2 separate regions of the Anas platyrhynchos genome follow, and region 2 is linked to region 1. A link is a contact called in public Hi-C data. All regions are on one chromosome and are shown on one strand. Each heading gives the region's core, a stretch centred on a gene start, on an enhancer-like site or on the middle of the called end of the contact. The rest is flanking DNA. Distances are from core to core; before and after follow the strand shown. Region 1 overlaps DCUN1D4 (defective in cullin neddylation 1 domain containing 4). Region 2 holds the start of DCUN1D4 (defective in cullin neddylation 1 domain containing 4).

The links. A called contact is a pair of places that touch in the nucleus more often than the background predicts.
Region 2: a contact with region 1 is called in a Hi-C map of liver, with 1.7 times the contacts expected there. The contact joins the promoter of DCUN1D4 here to the enhancer-like site in region 1. A contact is called at or near these places in 2 of 8 Hi-C or Micro-C datasets (F5 follicle and liver).

Annotation. Positions count from the first base shown.
Region 1 is chr4:52,583,969-52,589,149 of IASCAAS_PekinDuck_T2T, forward strand. DCUN1D4 (defective in cullin neddylation 1 domain containing 4) reads right to left here. Exons shown (of 13, transcript XR_011809195.1): 10 at 2,947-3,051; 11 at 2,385-2,490; 12 at 1-2,274. Among named protein-coding and RNA genes, the nearest start is that of LRRC66, 15 kb to the left of the region's middle. Within about 2 kb of position 2,218, at least 2 of the 8 cell types and tissues checked have an H3K27ac peak or open chromatin away from gene starts, as enhancers often do.
Region 2 is chr4:52,618,247-52,623,362 of IASCAAS_PekinDuck_T2T, forward strand. It overlaps DCUN1D4 (defective in cullin neddylation 1 domain containing 4), which reads right to left and starts at 2,210. Exons shown (of 13, transcript XR_011809195.1): 1 at 2,056-2,210.

The DNA.
Region 1 (5,181 bases), core at 968-3,467:
AATGTTATGAGTTATATTGCTTCTAAGTTAATTCTTTTAAGAACTAAACCAGCAGCTCCACTGATACTTACGGTGGTTATACTATGGTAATATACACATTTACATCAGAAGTCTTAATAAAACGTGTGTTTTAGTAAGAGGCTTATTGTAAACATTAAATACCACTGAATTAAATTCTTGTGCAAACTGGCATCCAACGTGGAATTAAGGTTACATGTATTAGGACAAGAAGAAGCAATGACTATGTATGTTTTACCACTACTAACTTTAAAGAATGCTATTTATTTAGTGTCATGGAAATCCGGACATGAATTTTTCATGAGGAAGAGTAGTATTTTCTCATCAGCATCTTGAAATTCTGGGGTTTGTATATGTATACAGACTGTATATTTATGTATATACAAATATACACAAACACACACAAACAATTTTTGTCTTTGGCAGCTTGTTCTGACAAACAAAAACCATCAACAACAAAACAGATTTGAACAGAATCAGACCACCCATAGCACAGGTGCAACCTCCCAGTGCAGGACAGCAGACAAATGCGCATTTCCTAAACTAGACCTTGTCCCGAAAGTAGTCAAGTTAATAACAGTTGTTCCCAAACTCGGTTATAATAGGATCTTCAATACAGCTGAAAATTTCACATATTTCACATTCAACCTAAGACTCATCTCGCCCCCCCCCCCCAACACCCCAGTTTGCATTCTGAAGAAATGTCAAAACCGCCAGTACCTTGTCAAATATTTCTACAGAAAAGTAATGTTATTCTTTGTTCCAAAACATCCACTGGCCCTTTTTTGTTAAATGTTCCATGAATGAGTATGGAACATTTCACTATATCCTTAGGACTCTATGTTTAGTAGCACCAGATAATTAAAGAACCTATTTATAAAAATCAACACTAACATTTTTTAATGAAGAAGGGTAAGGCAAAGACTGTGTGAGAAAAAAAAAACAAACAAAAAACAAAAAAACAGAAATTAAACATCATTCCTCTCACTCATCTTCCCCAGAGTTACCACAAGAACTCTCCTATGCAAATAAGGAAATTAGTAAAATAGGATGTATGTGGTCCCTAAGAAAAAAGTACTGTCGTGCAATGCTGGTGTTTAACATGGCCATTGCCTGCAATGGACATCCTGCTAGGAAATTTCAATCCCCAGCGTGAAAGAAAAAGCAATGTTTTAACTACTTAATCTAATAGGTTTAATTACTCGGAAACACAAAAGTTAGAGACTATGGAAAAGACTTATATTACAAATAAAAAAAAAAAAAAAAAGAAAGAAATCTGCACTACCTATGTGCTAGGGGTGAGCAGACTATTCCCCAGACCACTAATTTTACCTAGAACTTTAAAATTTCACTGTATTGCAACATAGTCCAAACACTCTTGGTACACCAAAAATTAAAAGGAGTATGCCAAAGGCAATTTACAAAAGTCTAAAACCCATTTTTAAAAGGTACTTTAATTTGTTCATTTGTACCTGTAATGACTACTGCAGTTTTAACATTAAAAAGTCACTTTTTTCTTCAAATGGAAATCATCTGTGGCATATACAACTATTACAGTGTTTTAATATTTATATATATATATATGATTATTTTTTTTTAAGACACCAACGTTTCATTCCTATTAAGCAATAGGTTATGTTTGGCGAATTCCCGTGAAGAAAGTCACAGCATGTCTTCTCCCCTCAGAAAATGGCATCTCAAACAGTAACATTGAAATCGACAATAGTTCTTCAGCGTAACTATGTCCAAGCAGTCTGTTCATTTCATTTTCTGAAATGCTACATTTGAGACCAAAAGAAAAGCAAAAGAACTAAAGTTTCAACATGTAAGTGATGACTAGAAATATGCCACAAAATTATTTTTACAATACGTTTCTGCAGAAATAATCCCTAGTTGAAGCTTTTTTTTTTATACACATATACAAAATTTAGACAGCAATATACACATAATCACAGTGAAGACGCTGGCAAGTTCACCAATCTGTAGTGTAAATACAAAATGCAAAGCAGCCTTCAAAGAGAACAATGCTACACAGCAAGCAGAGCTAGCTTGTTAAATAGCAAACATCAAAAGTTCCCTGCAAAAGGGACACAGTGCAAGAAAAGCAGCATGCACTTTGATACAAATAGCAGTTTATGGCTAATGGTTGACATTAACTGTGGTAACAGTGACTCTTGAGTGGCTGTGCATAGTTAAACTCCTATGTCATCTGTTTTCCTTTATACCATTCCACAAACTCATCCAACAATACTGGCCCTGTAGAGAGATCAAATAACTGCATTTTACAAAATTTTGTAAGAGGACACCAAATGATTAATCTCAAAGAAATGAATTACTTTACAACACCAACATATGGCAGTACTTACAGGCTCCATCTTCATCATAATTACTGAGGTCAAGGTTAATTGTTCTGCTGAATTCAAGAACATTACACCATTGGTCCTTATTGATAACTTTGTATTTTGATTGCTGCTTAAGGCAAGAAACATGAATTACTGAAATATATTTTCAACTCCCTCAGCTTCAGATATTCTTACAGAAAATTTAAGCCTTTTGATGAATTACGATTTTATTTATATCAACTAAAACTAAACAAGATTTAAAAAGACAATAAATAGTCAACTCAGTGTTGAATATGTCATGTTTCCCACTAAGGCATCTTTCAGTGAACAACCATGCATCAACAGAATACAACTCCAGAAGGAAATGAAAGACATTCTATACTTTGTCCCATGTTAAATAAACCTTAACAGCACAGGGATTTGAGGAACAGGATGAAAGTAAAGATAACCAGTTACAAGTACAGTATTGGAGGGGTTGGTATATTTTAAAAATCAGGAAAAAATCATAGCTGTTTATTTTATATCTAATTAAACTAGTGTCAGAGAAGGCAGACAAAATAAAATAATTCCATTTCAACCTTCTTACCTCTAGAAACTGGTGAAATACTGGAAAAAGAGACCACGTTTTTCCTAAAAGAAGGCCCAACATACACTTGGCAGTGTTTATGTCTAGGCTGCGCTGGTCCTTTTCCTGTGTCAAACAGAAAAAGTTAAAAAGTCAAGGAACAAAAAAGCACTATCTTGGGATTTTTCAAGCATCCCCACCGCCTAGACTACAGTTCACACATTCATAAAACATGTTAATAAATAGCAGTGTCTAACCTTTTTTTTTTTAATTATTTAAATGTAACTCCCTAGTAAGGCTTCCTTCCTCGCAGCTAATGGCCTGCTATAAAGATAGGATGCTTTCTAAAACAGTGACAATTTTTTTGAGAAAGTATTGAGAGGAGGAATATACTCTTGCTCACAACTTAAGACTCTTCAAGAAAACAATGGCCATTACACCCCTACCAACATTGCATGAATGCATCTACATAGCCATAAGTGTCTTAAAATAGTACCACTACATATTTCCTGAGGTATTCTTGAAGCTACAGGAACCAAAAGACGATAGCTAAGCAGCTATCAGTTAACACTACGTGAGAGTGCCCAGAGGAAGTTCTTTGCTCTGCTCTTCAACCGATGACAAGCAGAGGGAACACAATATTCTAACACCTCACACGTGCAGACTCATCTCAAAACTAACCCAGTTTTGTGTCAACATCACAGCGGTATTTTATGGCTTGTGGAGAGAGGAGATTTTTGTTGATTGCTGCTGCTTTTGTGGGGTTTTGGTTTGTTTGGTTAGTTTGTCTTCTAAAGAAGAACAAGAACAATTTGTACCTAGCAGATTCATTACATCTGATTAGTGGAAAAGTTGATGTTGATGTATTTGATAACATGACTTCTGCACATTTTGAAAAGTAACGCATACATAGGTTTAAGTAGTTAATCCGTCTACATTTGTTGCCTTGAAATTAAACACATTTTTATGACAGATTGGATATAAAAAACCACCCTCATATATCTTGATTATAGCAATTAAGCTACCAATTCAGAAATGAAGTCACAAAAAAAAACCTGTATGGACTACTGTTGACCTTGGTAACTTTTGCACTCATGACTGCAAACAGGAATGTCTAACTTCAGAAAAAGCAGGGATATAGGGAGCACCTAACAAAACAGTGCAAGACAGCTACATAAAACAAAGAAAATTCAGCCCTATGCTTCACCACTGGACGTGCAGTAATGTGTCTACATGTAACAAAATACACAGGGGTTTTGGTGTTTTTATTTTAAAAATATCTCAAAACATATGCAAATTGTCTTTATCACACAGGAAGGACGTGGTAAAGCAAGAGCCCAGTTCTCTGACAACTTAATGCCTTAGCCACAAGATTATTCTATCTTCCTGAAACCATTTGAAACACAAACACACCTCACTTCTAAAATTGTGTAGACAGAATTTAATGCAGTTTCATTCTGGAAGGGAAGTGGGGAGGCCTGCAAAAACGCCACAAACTGTTTTATGTTCTCATCATTAAATATAAGAGGGACATCGCTCTATCTGACCTAGAGAAATAAAGTAAATTCTAGGATGAACAAAGGTTTTTAATTAGTAATAATGCTGAAAGAGAAACCTGCAGAGACATCTTTATATTAGCATGATACAAACCCTTTCACTTATTTCCAGTGTCAAATAGTTCTAAAAACTAATTCTCTTTCCAAAGTCAGTTTACACCTTACTTGTCACCAACATCTTTAAGTAGAAATCTTACTTTCAGTACTACTTATATACTTTAATTCTTCCCACACACTCAAGTACTAATTAAATCAGCCCCTATTGTCTTTACTTTGGGCTTTTTATTATTAACATGCATTCCAGATGCTTGTAATGTTTTTCTTGGATACCGTAGACAGAAAATATTGATAAACTCTGATAAATTTCAGTATTTGTTTTTACAATACTATTAGTCTTTTCAAGATCTTCCCCCCCCCCCAATATTTTGGATAAAACATCAAGCCATGAAACACCTGCCTCTCTTTCAAACAGTATCACAGCATCTGTCTGTCTAAAAAGTCCTTAAGACCTACATTTGTCAGATCAGTTTGGAACCTCTTGAAAATTCTCTACCCACTGTCCTCCTTTAAAGTTTCTTCACTTATTTTGGATAGGCCACCAGCTAATTCAGATTTGCTATTAGTAAGACTTTTCAATCAATTCAAAATGTTTCATCAATACCTTGAACTTCTTTGTTAATGTTAGGTATTTCTAGCCTTT
Region 2 (5,116 bases), core at 960-3,459, 34 kb after region 1:
GTATCCTGTATTCCAGCTGCTTCAGCAGAAATGCAACCCTGTCTAGATCCAGTGCAGGCTGCCAGGGCACCCAGCACCACACAGACCCGCTATGCACCATGAGGGAGCTGCAACAGCCTATGAACAGCCACGCCAGACCCCAGCGTTACTGCCCCAGCTGCCAAAATTACAGATCCCACAGCTCTGCCAGCAGTAGGGGCCATTTCCTAATCCACTGCAGGCAAAAATCTAACGTGTCACTTCAGCCACCATAATCAGGGGGCAAGAGCTAACCCAGATGAATTTGACTGACCGGATTAGAGAGCGCTCCTGCAAAGCCCCTGAGCAGCGGAGCAGTGGAAGAAGAAATCTCATGGGCAGCAGCGAGCCCCTGCTGTAGGCAGAGTCCCAGGGTCTGTACAGCCATGCATCTGCAACAAGTGGCACAGAAACATGCCACGGCAGCTCAGTCTCGATGGCAAATTAAAGACTTATGACCATAACAACAATGTATATTTAAAAATAAAATAAAATACACATACTGGGATGTGGCTTGTTGGACTTTTTTAAACCACTTTACAAGGCAAAATGAGATATTGTATTTAATCTCAGACTTAACATTTTAAATAAAAGGTTTTAGTTGGACAACATGAAAAAAAAAACATTTCTCTGGGATTTGCAAGCAGGTACATTTAAAATAAGGCTTCTGCTTGAAGCCTTTGTTAGTAGTATTACTCATTGGAGAAAGAAATACACCATCACCATTAAGTGCCCTAATATTTAAATTGGATTTAAGTGTTGCACATTTTCATGGGATGTATATTACTTCCTCGCACTTCACTTTTTGCAAAGCATTTTACAGAAATCAAGCATGATTTCCTCTTCTACTTCAAGATGCAGGGAAAAAAAGTCTTTGTTTTCCTATTTCCAAAGTGATAGGGGAAAAAAGCAAATTACAGAATTAGTAACTCACCTAAAGTTAACACAAATTACTCAGACAAAATCAAATGTGAATCAAGTGCTGAAACAGCAGAAATAAAAACCCATGCTGATACAAAAGAATAAATAAGAGACAGCGAGAGGACTGCTTAGTTGCCTAACTCAGCTTACTGCATTCCTCGCAAACAGAAGGCATTTCTGTTTATTCTTATTGGAGTTGAAGAAACTTTTAACCAAACACTCGCAATGGAGAAAAGGGAAGTTGTGCGTCTCATCTAATGTGGAGAAGCATTATGCTCAGTCTCAGCAAGAAAAAACAAACAAACGAAAAAATGCAACAGCAGCTTACATCACAAGGGCAGAGAAGGATCACAAGGAACGTTCTGCCACTTAACCGTGCAAGCATTTAATAAAAAAAAAAAAAAAAAACCACTGCTATGAATCTACTGATAACGAAGCGTGTTAATTCAGGAAAACATTCCTTGCTAAATACCACATAGAGCAGGTAACGAACTGCCTGGAGCGTGTATATATATATATACAGACGTTGGGGAGGGAGATCCGAATACCCCAGGGGCCGCTGTGAAAGGGCAGCAGCAACACCTGACGGCTGAGGCACAATTTTTGTTTTCTGTGGAGAAATTTTAAAAAAAATCGCTGCGCAGCCTTCACCCCCCGCCCTGAGGAAGCGCCGGAGCCCCTTGGGAGCGGTTTACGGTTTACGTGCCTCTATGGGAGCCCTCCGGGTGTCCTCCTGGGGCAGGGCTCCCCGCCGGGCCCCCCCGGGCGCATTTTCTAGAAGGCCGGCGGGGCGCGCGGCGGTTGGGGGGCTCTAACGGCAGCCCCGCCGCCGGGGAGAAGCGGCGCCGGGGAGCGCCGCCGCAGGGCCTGCTGGGAGTTGTAGTCCCGCGGCCCCTCCCCGCGCAGGGGGGCGGCGGCGGGCGGGACTCCAGCTCCCACAATGCACCGCGCTCTCCCCCCCCCCCAGCGTTTCTCGCGCGCCCCCCCCCCAGCTGGGGGAGCTGCGTCACGGCCCCGCGCCCCTCACGGCCCCTCCCCGGCCCCTCAAGGCCCCCCCCGGCCCCTCGCAGCCCCCCTGCGGCCGCGAGGAGGAGGGGCGGCCCGGCCGCTACTCACTGACAGCGGCGCCATCCGAGTGCATTTTCGTGCAGCGCGCACGCACGGCGCGGCCCGGCCCGGCCCGGCTCCCTCGGCCCCTCTCTCCCAATCGCACGGCACAAGCGCGGACGCTCCCCGGCCCCACCCACCGCCGGCGCCCATTGGCTGGCGCCGCCCGCGGAGGCCGCGGGTTGTGCCCTGTGATTGGGTGGCGCTGCTGTCACTCTCGCTCCGCCGGCCGCGGCCGGCTCCCGCAGTCCTATTGGGCTGCAGCGTGGGCTAGCCCCGCCTCTCTCCGCTGTGATTGGGTGCACCCGCTGTCACTCATGGCCGGCCTTGAAAGCGCGTGCAGAGAACGCCACTTTGTGTCAGCCGCGCCTCCCATTGGCTGCGGAGGCCGAGGGCCGCGCCCACCGAGCGCTGCGATTGGATGAGCGGGGCGGGGGGCGGGGCTCTGCTGTGGCAGCGGGGCGGGGAAGCTGAGGGGGGCTGAGGGGACGGGGGGGGGGCGGAGCGGAGGCCCGGCTCCACAGGAGAAAAAACGGCGAAATTGGTTAAAAGGGAAAATAAATAAAACTGGACAAGCAGGGGTTCACTTCTCAGATGCTTCCAACGTCCCCCATGCCAGTGGCATTTGTGCCTGCCAGCCCGAGCTCACGCTCACCGGGCACCGCTGCGTTACAGCCCATGGGGTAACGCGGGGCTGAGGGGAACAGAGCCCTCAGGGGCCCGGCTGGCGGCACGCTGACGGGAAAAAGGACACGGAATAAAAACTGCGTGCTGAGAACGACTTAGTTCGGTTCCGAATAAAAATACATCCTCACACACACACAGTCTTCACCTAAGCCATATATAACCGATACAAACCTCAAGGAAGGTGCCACCAAAAATAAAGGGAAAAAAAATCACACCTATTTGTTTATATCTGAAGCAATTTGTTTGAAAATAAAGGTTTTTATGGTTTTCTTCATAAGTCTAAAATGACAGATACTGCTTTGCTCTGCAAACCCTTCCTTAGACTGTAGCTTCTCCAGCTGCTGCTATCCGCAGCCGTGAAGCACATCACACTGTCACTGTGACACATTACAAGTTCACAATATTTCTGAATAGGTGAATGCACAAGCATAATCTCTCCTTCATAAAACTAGATCTGCAAAGAAATCCATAAGGAAAGACAAAAGAGGCTTTGTTTGTGCCTGCCAAACGATGGCACGTGTGCTCCAGCCAGGAAACGCGAGGCCCCTTTGAGCTCAAACCTTTGCACATCGGGTCCAAACCCAAGGAGGAGTAAATTACCACCTTGCTGCCACTTGTTGTAAACTACTACACAAGCTTCCAGGCAGGGAGATGTTATGTCACCAGGCCTGTGTTTTACTTCTGAGCCTCTCTTCAAGCCTGAGTTTACAAAACACAGAAACCCTTGGAATAAAGCACAGCAATTAGGTCGCGGTTCAGCAAGCGTTCTCTCAAGGGCAAAGGCACTTTCAGGAGTTCTGGCATTAGCCTCTTAATCCTAGCCCTCCTGGCACCCTTTCTTTTGCGCCATTACTGTTACTTGGACAGTTAGATAGCGAGGTAGCTCACAGAGCAACACTGCCCCTGCCCTACCAAAAAAAGAAAACAAGAGAAAAAAAAGTTGTGTTTTTGTTTTGCCTTTTTTTTTTTTTTCAGCCAGATCAATATCCTTTCATGGCTCACTAAACACACATGCAAGTGCTCCCAACAACATGCAGAAGAGCAATAATTAACCGAGACCTGGAGGGGCAAGAAATGCATTAGCTGATTTACATGCTGCTGGGACTAACCTAAAGCTGCACTCATTTGCAAAGGCCTTCCCAAGGAGGGGAAAGTGCACTTTTTTTTCTTTTTAAAGGAGAAAGTCATTGTTTACTTTTTCGGTTTGCTTGCCTTTTTTGATAGTTTAAACTGGCAACCACATGAAAAGCACCATTGACTGTGAAATACACTGCATAACATATAGGCAGAAAGGCACCATACACTTAAATTAACCTTTTTCACTATCAGAAACGTAGTGTAGAAAGGTCTTTGAGAGAACCCTTTGATTCTAAAAGTTACCAAACTCCGAATTGCTAAAGTCACTGCGCGTCCCAAATGCCTGTGTTCATCTTGCTTTGCTTTGAAATGAACTTGAAAGTTCATTTTAGGCACCACACTCACAAACCAGTACATGTTTTTCAAGTCAGAGGGGGGAAGAGAACTGTATTGAAAATTAAAACGTTAATAAAGCAGAATTTGCTGAATATTAACAAAGCAGCTAAACCATCAACAAAGCACAATATGGGGCATTGAAAGAAAAGAGACAAACTACCAGAAACCCAGCAATCATGCTTCTAAATCTAGTAGCTGACACCCAAGTCAATACAAACAGCTTTATGTAAGCTTTCTGAGAAGATTTTTCACTTTCAGAATTGCAAAGAAACACCTCAACAGTGCGTTATTCTTGTACATACTGTAATGTTCTCTACCAGCACTACACTACTGATCGGGGATAAAAGAGGACCTCAGGTGGCAGAAAGTAGCAGCTGCAGATTATGTAACTGCAGCTTTCAAATCCCTCATATTCAGCTGATGTTAATTGCCATGTCCCATGGACTCATACCATGCTCATTGCTTAAGTAAAAAGGCGTGTTTTGTTACTCTTACTTAACAGGTATGTGAGTTTGACCCTGAGGGCCCTTCTGTAACACCATGCAAACAAATATAATATTTTGGATACATAAAAAAAAAAAAAAGAAAAAGAAAAAAAAAATCAGGGCTTTTGGTCACTCCTATTTAAATCCTTGAATTAGATTTTGAGGTTGTCTTTTTTTTTCAACTTTAGTTTGAGATCCTTAAAAAAGTCTGCTTAACCCATAATTAGGAATGCTTTACGCAGCCAAGATTCAGAGAGCAGCTCTGAATTTCTGCCTGAACCTTGGGGGTACATCAAATCAAGCAGCACCTTTGTTTGGGGCCACAAAGGTCCCTCCCTCCCTGTAAGCAGAGGACCCTGAACGTTTTCTGTATTCTGTTTCAGTGAGATAGATACGTGGGAGCTGCTCTCACCTGCACACTTAAG